2 separate regions of the Mus musculus genome follow, and region 2 is linked to region 1. A link is a contact called in public promoter capture Hi-C data. All regions are on one chromosome and are shown on one strand. The core of a region is the stretch at or near the end of the contact, and the rest is flanking DNA. Distances in the headings are between cores, read along the strand shown.

The links. Promoter capture Hi-C pulls out the DNA fragments that hold promoters and counts their contacts.
Region 2: a promoter capture Hi-C map of pre-B cells shows a contact between it and region 1, with 7 times the contacts expected there. The contact joins the promoter of Mkrn2 here to the promoter of Atg7 in region 1. A contact is called at or near these places in 1 of 39 promoter capture datasets (pre-B cells) and 1 of 115 datasets of contacts at active chromatin or transcription factors (astrocytes).

The regions. Positions count from the first base shown.
Region 1 is chr6:114,640,753-114,646,135 of GRCm38.p6, reverse strand. It overlaps Atg7 (autophagy related 7), which reads right to left and starts at 3,009. Exons shown (of 19, transcript NM_028835.5): 1 at 2,986-3,009.
Region 2 is chr6:115,599,702-115,605,084 of GRCm38.p6, reverse strand. It overlaps Mkrn2 (makorin, ring finger protein, 2), which reads right to left and starts at 3,147. Exons shown (of 8, transcript NM_023290.3): 1 at 3,072-3,147. The coding sequence starts at 3,097.

The sequences.
Region 1 (5,383 bases), core at 1,760-4,259:
CAAATCCAAACAGAAACCAAATGGCTCCTGGTTGCTCTCCATCCTGTTACCTGGAATTTTATACAACCACCCAGGACTTGAAGCACCTCCCACTCCTTAGAAGTATTCTGTCACTAATTCATTCATTTCTGGAGACTGGGCTTCATGTAGCCCAAGCTGGCCTTGACCAAGGCATGCAGCTGAAGATGGCTTTGTTCCTTGTCCATTTTCATGTGGTTGTGTTGTCCATGTATGTATATGCGTGTTTGCATTATGGGAGGGCACATGTGCACAGGGGTGCACATATGTGCACATTCTTGTGGAGGCCCAGGTTGAAGTTGGGAGTCATCCTCCATCACATTCCACCTTGTTCCATTGAAGCAGTCTCTCAATCAGACCCAGGACTCATCAATATTCCATATCATTAGTCTAGCTAGCCAGCTTGCTCTGCACAGCCAGCCTCTACCCTCCAAGGCTGAAATTACAGACAGGTCATCAAGCCCACCTGGTACTTATGAGGATTCTGGGTCGCTGATCCTTGTGTTTGCATGGCATGGGTAAGCCACTGAAACATTGCTCCAGGCCTCAACTTTTTTATTTGTTTAGACAAAGCCCCACTGTGAAGATCAGGATGGTCTCCAGTTCCTAAGGTACTGAGATGAAACGATTGTACAATTATGCCTATCAGAAGATTGATCTCTTGGTTTTTAAAGACAAGGTCTCTCTGAATAGCACTGGCTACCCCTGTAATTTATTCTGTAGATGAGGCTGGCCTTGAACTCGGAGATCCACCAGAGTGCTGGGATTAAAGGTGTGCACCACCACACCTAGCATGTGGAACTCTTAATCCTTCTTTCTCTGCTTTCTCTGCCTCAGCCTCTCAAGTGCTGAGATTAAGATAATCACTACCAGCCGGGTGTGGTGGTGCACGCCTTTAATCCCAGCACTCCGGAGGCAGAGGCAGGCGGATTTCTGAATTCGAGGCCAACCTGGTCTACAGAGTGAGTTCTAGGACAGCCAGGGCTACACAGAAAACCCTGTCTTGAAAAACAAAAACAAAAAAAAAAAAAAAAAAAAAGATAATCACTACCACCTCATTTAAAGTGTACAATTCACTGACACTTAACTTACAAATAAAGCCTGGTACATAATAGGCATTCGCATGTGTCTTTTATTTGGTATTCAAGTATGCCATTTACTTGGTATATCTATGCATATTTGTTAAACATATATACCAGACACTGCTTTGTATGTTAGGATTTAATAATATAAAAGTCTTGTATCACAGTAGAACTGACTATAAAGAACTAAGTGCATTTAGCTACAGAGGAGAGAGGAAGGCAGTCTAGCAGTTTTCAAAGATACACATGGGGCAACTAAAAGCAAGTATGACTCTAATTGGGCAATGGGCTGTGACTGCAAGCCACAGTCCTTAACTCCTCACATGACTTTTTTGAGTAAGAACTGGGTGGAGGCAAGCTGGAAGCAACAGGAAGTCATGAGCTTTCACAAACCAAGGCCAAAAAAAAAAAATAAATAAAATAAAATAAAATAAAAAATAAACAAATAAACAGTCTATGGGAAAGGAAAAGCCCGAGGCAGAGCCCTCAAGTCTACAAGGCAGACAGGTCTGTTTACCAGTTACATGGGTTTTAAAAAAAGAAAGACAAAGTCAAACCAACATAAAAAGCCACCAAATTAGCACGTTTGAAAGGGAAAGCACATTTGTGACCAGGATTTATAAATAGGATGCCTGATATGGGAGTGAAGCTCTGAGGTGATGATAGAGTATTTGCTGTCAATATGACTCCAAAGTCTCTTTTTTTTTCCCCAGGAACCACTTTCCATTTGTTTACCCCTGTTTCCCCCCTGTATAAGCTATAAGGCACACACACACACACACACACACACACACACACACACACACACACCGTCTTGTAATTTATCCATTAGAAATAGGAAACCCTGGATGTAAAAAAAAAAAAAAAATCAATAAATAGTCCATGATATTATGATGCCCAGCATGCAGGAACACATCAGAAAAACAGGCGTAGTGGTACACACCTGTAATCCCAGGACTCAAGGAGGTGGAAGTAGAAATATAAAAACTCAAAGGCCGGCCTCTGCTTCACTGAGTGTTCAAAGACAGCATGGGGTGCATGGCATTCAGTCTTAAAAAAATAAATTAATTTATACTGGAAAGCTGACTCGACTCAGTGCTTACAAAGACCTGGGTAGGGTTTCCAGCACCCATATCAGGCACAGCTTGCCTGGAGCTCCACTTCTGCTGGGGTCCGCCATGTCTTGTCTCTGGAGGCATGAGACCACACACGCATACACGCACTCAAAGTTACAAATAATTTTAAAGAATTAAATAAAATTGCAGACGCAGGTTGATTCGGTCTCATCTCAAATTCAATTTGGCATGTGCTGGTAATTGAACCCAGGACCCTGGAACGCTGAAGAACCGCTCTGGGACTTAACTACATCCCACACCCGTTTTCCAGTTTGCAAAAGGGTTTGTGTCCGATTGCCTAGGCTGGTTCTAAATAGCAGTTCTCTTGGCTCAGGTTCCCTGCGGCTGGGGTCACCTCTCTCCGCGACCATGCCTGGCTCAGAAACTTTCTGACAAGTGCATTTGCCTCACCAGGCTGATTTCCTATAAAGTACTAATTTGTAATCTCTGGGTCCTTTAAGGGGATGCAGAACCTCTAGTAGAAAAGATTTAATTATGTCCTCCTCATAAGTAACAAGATCAAGTCCCTTCACAGTCCGGGGACACAAGCTTACTCCGTGGCCGGTCCACACACGCCAAAGGCAGCACTTCACAGAATGAGCAACCAGAGGCGCCTCCCGACCCGGAGATCGCAACACTCTCTGCCGGAGTACGAGGGGACCGAGTATAGACAGGTGAAGAATATTCCAGACCAGCCCAAAACTGGCTTCAGCTTTCCTAAGTGAACCCCGCCAGCCCCGGCAGCTGCTCCGCAACCACGGCTTACTTACCGCCGCTCAACTTCCGGCAACCACAGCCCCAGCCGCGCCGCGCGGCCCAATGACGTAATAACCCAGCCCACACAAACGCGGAAGCGCGGCGCGCATGCGCACTACAACAACAACGACAAAAAGGGTCCCCACAACCGCAATAACGGGGCGAAACTAAGGCTAACCTGTAAGCCTTTTGGGGCTTGTAAGGAAGATTACATTTTCCTGCGAGTGACTCTACAGTACTACGGAATTATTATCAAATTCCCAGGGTAGTACTAGAGTACAGGTGTTGAAACAAGGTTTATTTTTATTTTTTGCATTTTTAATTTTTTAAAAAGGTTATGTCCTCCTCATATTTACACTACATAGCCATGGCTGTTCTGGACCTGTATACATATACATCAGTCTAGTCTCGAACTAACAGAGATTGCTTACCTTTGCTTTGCCCCAGTGCTGGGATTAAAAGCTTGCCCAACCAAATATAACTCTGGAAAACCAAATAGAATCTAAAATATCCACCAAGCTACTGCAGCCAGCAACTTCAGTGACTATAAAATCACTTCTTAAGAACCTAATATGGGCCAGACGGTGTGGGATATGTCTTAAATTCCAGCATTTGGGCTGGGCGTGGTGGCACAAGATTTTAATCCCAGCCCTCAGGAGGCAGAGGCAGGCAGATTTCTGAGTTCAAGGCCAGCCTGGTCTACAAAGTGAGTTCCAGGACAGCCAGAGTTATACAGAGAAACCCTGTCTCGAAAAACAAAACAAAACAAAACAAAACAAAAAATCCAGCATTTGGGAGGCAGAGGTAGGTGGATCTGTGAGTAGTGAGTTCTGGGACAGCCAGGGCTACACTATCTCAAACAAAACAAACAAACAAATAAAACGAACAAAAAACTTACTACTGGGAAAACATTTTTTTTTTTGACAGGATAATGAACATAATGAAATGCTCTAGCCTGGGGAGTCTTGCACATGAGTGACTTCCTTAGCGACAAGAGTGTACTTGACTTGATTTAGTTCTATAGTCCAGGATGATCAGAGCTCAAGGCAAGCATCCTGATACCGCATCACCATTGCTGAGATGGCAGTCCACGGACACCTTTCCTGGCACACAGTGCCTTTGGAGTGCCTCTAGGGATTCATCATAATATCTTGGACTATTTATTGATTTTTTTTTACATTAAGGGTTTCCTATTTCTAATGGATAAATTACAAGGTGGTGTGTGTGTGTGTGTGTGTGTGTGTGTGTGTGTGTGTGTGTGTGTGCCTTATAGCTTATACGGGGGGGGGGGCAGAGTAAACAAATGGAAAGTGGTTCCTGGAAAAAAGAAAGAGAGACAGACAGAGAGAGAGAGAGACAGACACTTTGGAGTCAGAGTGACAGGAAATAATCTTAGACTCTGAAAAATAAGAAAAAAAACCCCACAAAATGAGCGTTAGGAAGAAGGCATGAAGTTGGGGAACAAGGAATAACTACTGGAATGGAAGACCACCCTGAACTACAGGTGGGTAAATGTCTCCAGGACCACAACTGGCTACCAATCACAGCTGATCAACAATTTTGCACCCAAGTCATCATCTTGCCCCAAACATCACAGAGAGCAAGATGGAAGGTGTGAATTCCTGCTTCTGATAAGTTTTCTCTGCTTAAGGAGTAACACACAAGACCAGAAAAAAAAAGGCAAATGGGAGCTAGTATAATACAAGAGGGCTGGACCATGCTGTGCTGGATGGACTGTTCCCTCTCCTGGCCAGCCTGTTCTCTGGTGGCTTCTTTGATGGGAGAAGCTAACCTTGGGACAAATGAAAATTTATCTATCCCCACACACTCTTCTCAATATTTTCAGTGGTATGCACAGAGTAGGCTACATTGAAGTGACACTGTGATCATTCTTTTTAGGATGGGGACTTGGAATGCTACATTGGCCTAAAGCTGTAGAACTAGATATCCTTACACTGAGGTTATGCACGGGACTCTGCAAGACCTAGAGCCTAGGTTCAAGATCCTAGGCTGAGCCTGAGGCTGGTCCTTTGTGATTACAGTGAATATTTTTGATTGGGCATGTGCATATCTACCTGGGGGAAACAAGGAACAAAGCACCAAGCAGTAAAAGGTGTAATGTAAGGAACTGTATTAGCTGAGACTTCTCAGGAAGGCACTGCCCTCCTACAAATGATTCCAGAGAACCCCAAGATGATTGTCTTCAATGTAAATGACTCAGAACTTCAGAATGTCAAGGGGTCGACTTGGAAAAACATTGTGTACTTTAATTTGAATTCAATGGTATTTTATTGGGACAATGTACTCCTGAAAGTCAACGGATATTGGAGGCATTAAAGAGATTGTCCAGAAGCATGAAGATATAACAGTCTCGTCATTCCCAGTGGTAGGGAAAAAAAGACATGCACCACA
Region 2 (5,383 bases), core at 1,898-4,397, 960 kb before region 1:
AAAGAAATCAGTCCTTGAGCATTTTCTATTAAGTTTTCACTGTCAGGGACAAGGCTTTTGTGAATGAAATGAGAAATCATACTATCTCACCACAAACACAAACCTACTGATATTGCAATTTTCCCACTTAAATACTTTGTATTTAGCAGGGCCTGACTCCTTCACAGCTTAAAAAAAAAAAAACAACCTTTAAAAAACAAAAATGTGTGTGTCTATGTGTTACCTGTGGCTATGTCTTTGCACTGTGTACACGTGTGATGCCTGAAGGGGCAGAACCCTGTCAGATCCCCTAGAACTGGAGTTACACATGGCTATGAGCCACTATACCAATGGTAGAATTGAACCTGGTCTCTCTGCAGAAGTAGTCAGCATCCTTAACTCTCCAGTCCCGTCCTTCATACCCTTTTATAAGGAAACCTCCTTTTCATACATTTTTGTGAGAATGAGAACATGTGAAAACTCTGAAATGTCCTGCAGTTGAGCCCGGGGTCTAAGACTCAATGCTGGCTTCACACCTGTGTCACTCTGACGCTAACCCTGGGGAAAACCTGACAATACCAAGGTCGTTTCACTGTGGAAGATGTTCATAGAGTTGACAGATCTCAAGGTTGTGATGGATGCTACTGACTGCAGATCACTGAGGAGACAAATCTCCTGTCACAACTGTGAGGGAGAGGTGGGAAGACCCATCCTGAGTGTGGAGGTGTCGATCCTTAGGCTGGGGCCCAAGACTGAATAAAAAGGGAAGGGTGACCTCGGCACCAGCACTCTTTGCTGTCTGAGTGTATGAGGTCAGCTACAACAAGCTCCTGCCACCATGCCTTCCCCTCTGTCATGGGCTGTACCTGCAAACTGAGAGTCAAAATACAGCCTTCCTTCGTTACATGCTTCATCCAGGTATAGCACTATACAGCACTACACATTCTATGACTTGACAAGGCAGCAGAAAGAAGACCACAAACACTAGTCAACCCATCTAGCCCCAGCATTCCAACTCTTACCTGCACCACATCTTGGGTTCTCTTATTTGTGAGACAGAGCTAAAACTATCTCCGGGTACAAAGGGGGAGAATCAAAATGGCCGGGCTTAAGCATTACATGAAGGTTTTGTAGACACGTGTCTTAGGAAAGCCTTTAAGTGGTAGAACTAAAAAGCATCTAGGAGTCGGGCAGTGGTGGTGCACGCCTTTAATCCCAGCACTCGGGAGGCAGAGGCAGGCGGATTTCTGAGTTCGAGGCCAGCCTGGTCTACAGAGTGAGTTCCAGGACAGCCAGGGCTATACAGAGAAACCCTGTCTCAAAAACAAAAACAAAAAACAAAACAAAAAAACAAAACCATCTAGGTGTGGTGGCAATTAATTCTTGCATGGGAAGGAGAGGTAGGCAGATCTGAGTTCAAGGCCAGCCTGATACATATAGAGAGTTTCAGGATATACACAGAGAGACTCTGTCTCAAACAACAAAACTGTAAACAAGCAGAGTTTTAGAGGTTATTTTCTAAGTAGCTTGAGTCTGCTTTAAAGGCCACTGTGGTAGGAACACGTCCTCCTGCAGACGGAAGGGAGTAAGTACCCATTCACTCATCCTCAACAGAGACGTTCTAGTAGCGATGACCTGCAAGCACTGTTACAGGACTGCCGAAAAGTTCCCATTGCTGTGATAAATCACCAGGACCTAAAGCGACTTTGGGAGGAGAGCTTAGACTTGTAGGTATCTTCTACTTAAGTGTCTTACTCCATCACTATGGGAGGCCAGTGCAGGACTCCAGGCAGGAGCTAATGCAGAAGCAAGGAGAGTGCTGTTGACTGGCTTGACCCTCTTGGCTTGCTCAGCCTTTCTTACTGCACCCAGGACCACTAGCCCAGAGGTGGCACCACCCACAGTGAGCTGGGTCCTCCCACATCAGTTATCAACCAAGAGGTTCCCTCTTCCCAAATGATGATGTCTCATGTCAACTTTGTCAAGTTAACACAAAACTAGCATATGCATACACACAGACACACACAGACATACACAAACTGCAGTTTTCTGATTACTACTTAACATAAACCACCTGGGACCTTGGTACATGGTTCAACCCTTAATATCTTAAGTCGAACAGAACTCTTCATAAAGGTATTAGTTCTAGGAGTCTGCACTAATGAGAAATAACAAGGTCATTAAATGCTTACCACATATCCAAACTACATCTCAATTTCTTAATTTACTGAAACCAACTAAAGTCTGTATAAGCCGAGGCTCCTTTAATCCAAAAAGCTTGGGCTCAGGAGAGTCTTTAATTTTTTTTGTACTTTACAGTATTTTCATGTACATAAGGTCTTGGGGATAGTACAAGAGTCTAAACACAGAATTCATCATTTCACATATGCTTATACACATACCCTGAAAAAGTTCTCTGTGTAGCCTTTGCTGTCCTGGACTCCCTCTATAGACCAGGCTGGCTTCAACTAACTGAGATCCACCTGCCTCTGCCTCCCAGTGCTGGGATTAAAGGCGTGCGCCACCACCGCCCGCCTTCTATTTAGGTATCTTAAGAGTATTGGATTTTGGAGCCTTTTGAAATTTGGGTTTCCACAGTCGGGATTCTCACAAGCCTTACTTCCCAAGCTGCACCTCCTGAGCATGCAAACTCACAGGACTAGACCCCAATGACAGCCACAAGCTCGTCACCAAGTTAGTACGTTGCTACTCAACCCAACTATTTTTGTTTCAAAATAGTAGTCACGGAATAGTTTTCTGCTTTCCACTTCGTCTAACAAGCCGCCTTTCTGTTCCTAAATGGGTGTCGCTTTACCTCTGGTGGCCTCGGTTTCCTGCATCTCGAAATGGGACTCTTCGGAGGCTCAGTGGTGATGCTGGATAAGAAATGCGACCTGCCCGTGTTTCCCCGCAATCGCCCTCGCTCACTCTCTGCAAGTCGCGGTTGCAGCAGCTCTTGCCGCTCTAGCCTCTATGCGGCCTTCCTGCGCGTTATCCGCGCTGTCCGCCCCCCGCCACCGCCCGCCTCGGCCCCTCGCCTCCCTCCCTGGCTGCCCCGCAGCGCCCAAGGCCCAGAGGGGCCGCGCACTCACCTGCAGGTGACCTGCTTGGTGCTCATGGCGGCGGGGCCACGGGCTGGAGTCGCACTGAAACCTCAGAGCCGCCAGCGCCGTGGCCCAGCCCGGCCCCGCCCCGCCCTTCCCCGCCCCGCCCCGCCCCCCGCGGAGTCGCGTCACTCCTGCGCGCGCCACCCTCGTTCGTGCGCTACTTCTAAGGTGCCGCCCGGAAACCTAACCACCATCACAATGGGTTCCGCCAGGGCCTGGAGCCGGAAGGTCCCTACTCCTTAGTAGTCCGGATCCCAACTTTCTGAGGCTAAGGGTCTGAGCATGTCTAGTATACTGAATTTACCAATCATCTGCGAGGCCCTTACTTCTAGGGTTCGGCCCCCATCTCTCAAGGCAGTCTTTTAAGATGATGATGATGATGATTGATGATGTTAATGATGATAAAAGTAATTTTACTATTTATCTTTATTTTATGATATGAGTGTTTTTGCCTGCATGTGTGGCTGTACACCAAGTGGAATGCAGTGCTGGTGCAAGCCAGAAGAGGGAGTTAGATCACCTGAAACTGGAGTTGCAGACGATTGTGAGTTACCATGTCGGTGCTGGGAACTGAACCCTGGTCCCCAACTAAACAGCCAGTGCTCCTAACCACTGAGCCATCCTCTAGTAAGAATTTTTATTTATTTATTTATTTTTGGATAATTTCATACATGTGTACAATGTATTTGATTATATCCACACCAAATATCCTCTCCCCGTACTGATCTTTTTGTGTACATACATACATACATACATACATGCATACATACATACATACGTACATAACTCAAGGCAGGAATCTGGAGGCAGACACTGAAGCAGTATGTACATATATATAATTTGGATTTTTGCAAACTACAGTTGTGTTATCAGCTTTGAAAAAGTGTCTCCTGGTTTATTGTGTTGAGTTGGCATTGTATAGAAATGAACAGCAGGGGGCTGGAGAGATGGCTCAACGGTTAAGAGCACTGACTGCTCTTCTGAAGATCCTGAGTTCAAATCCCAGCAACCACATGGTGGCTCACAACCAGCCGAAATGAGATCATGAGATCTGGTGCCCTCTTCTGGTGTGTCTGAAAACAGCAACAGTGTACTTACATATAATAAATAAATTTAAAAAAGAAGAAGAAGAAAAAATGAACAGCATAGTACTCTGGAAACATTATGGGTATTCTTTTCATTTTATAGAGGTGGTACACTGTAAAAACAGGTAAGGACTTCTGAATGCTCAGCTCTAAATAGAACATGTGTGCCAATACCCTGACCTTGCTAGCAAGGCTCTGAGAATATCATGGAAGGGGGAGAAAGAATGTAAAAGCTGGAGGGTTGGGAGAGTGCCATGGAATGCTGTCTCCCGACATGACATAGCTTTAGACTTAGGAACACTCAGTAGCTGTGGCTACCTACAAAAGATCTGCAGAAGACTGTGCCCACGGCCAATTGTGGTAGTGCATGCCTGTGATGGTTTGTATGTGCTTGCCCAGAGAATGGCACTATTTGAAGGTGTGGCCCTGTTAGAGTAGGTGTGTTAGTGTGAGTGTGGGCATTAAGATCCTCATCCTAGCTGCCTGGAAGTGAGTCTCCCACTAGCAGCCTTAAGACAAAGATGCAGAGCCGGGCGTGGTGGCTCACGCCTTTAATCCCAGCACTCAGGAGGCAGAGGCAGGTGGATTTCTGAGTTCGAGGCTAGCCTGGTCTACAAAGTGAGTTCCAGGACAGCCAGGGCTATACAGAGAAACCCTGTCTCAAAAAAAAAAAAAAAAAAAAAGACAAAGATGTAGAACTCTCAGCTCTACCTGCACCATGCCTGCCTGGATGCTGCCATGTTCCTGCCTTGATGATAATGGACTGAACTTCTGAACCTGTAAGCCAGCCCCAATTAAATGTTGTCCTTTATAAAACTTGTATTGGTCATGGTGTCTATTCACAGCAGTAAAACCCTGTGCTAGGCCTGACCATGCTTTTGTTTGGAAGAATATAGATTTGGGGACTTTGGATTTGGAAAGCAGTGGAATGCTTTAAAAAGGGATTAGTGGGTTATCCTAGCAGGAATACGGAAGACTTTGTTACTGAGAGTGATTTGAATTGTGCTGACCTGGCCCAAGAGGTTTCAGGGGAGAATTTCAGTTTGTGGGCTAGAGACTGTTTTTGTGGTATTTTTGGTGAAGAATATGCTCTTGTCTGAAGAGTCTGCCTGAGGCTAAAGTGAAGAGACACAGATTGATTGCATTGACAAAGGAAGCCTCAGAAAAGCCCATCATAGACTTTGTTTTCTGGTTAAGCCTCATGAAGAGCAT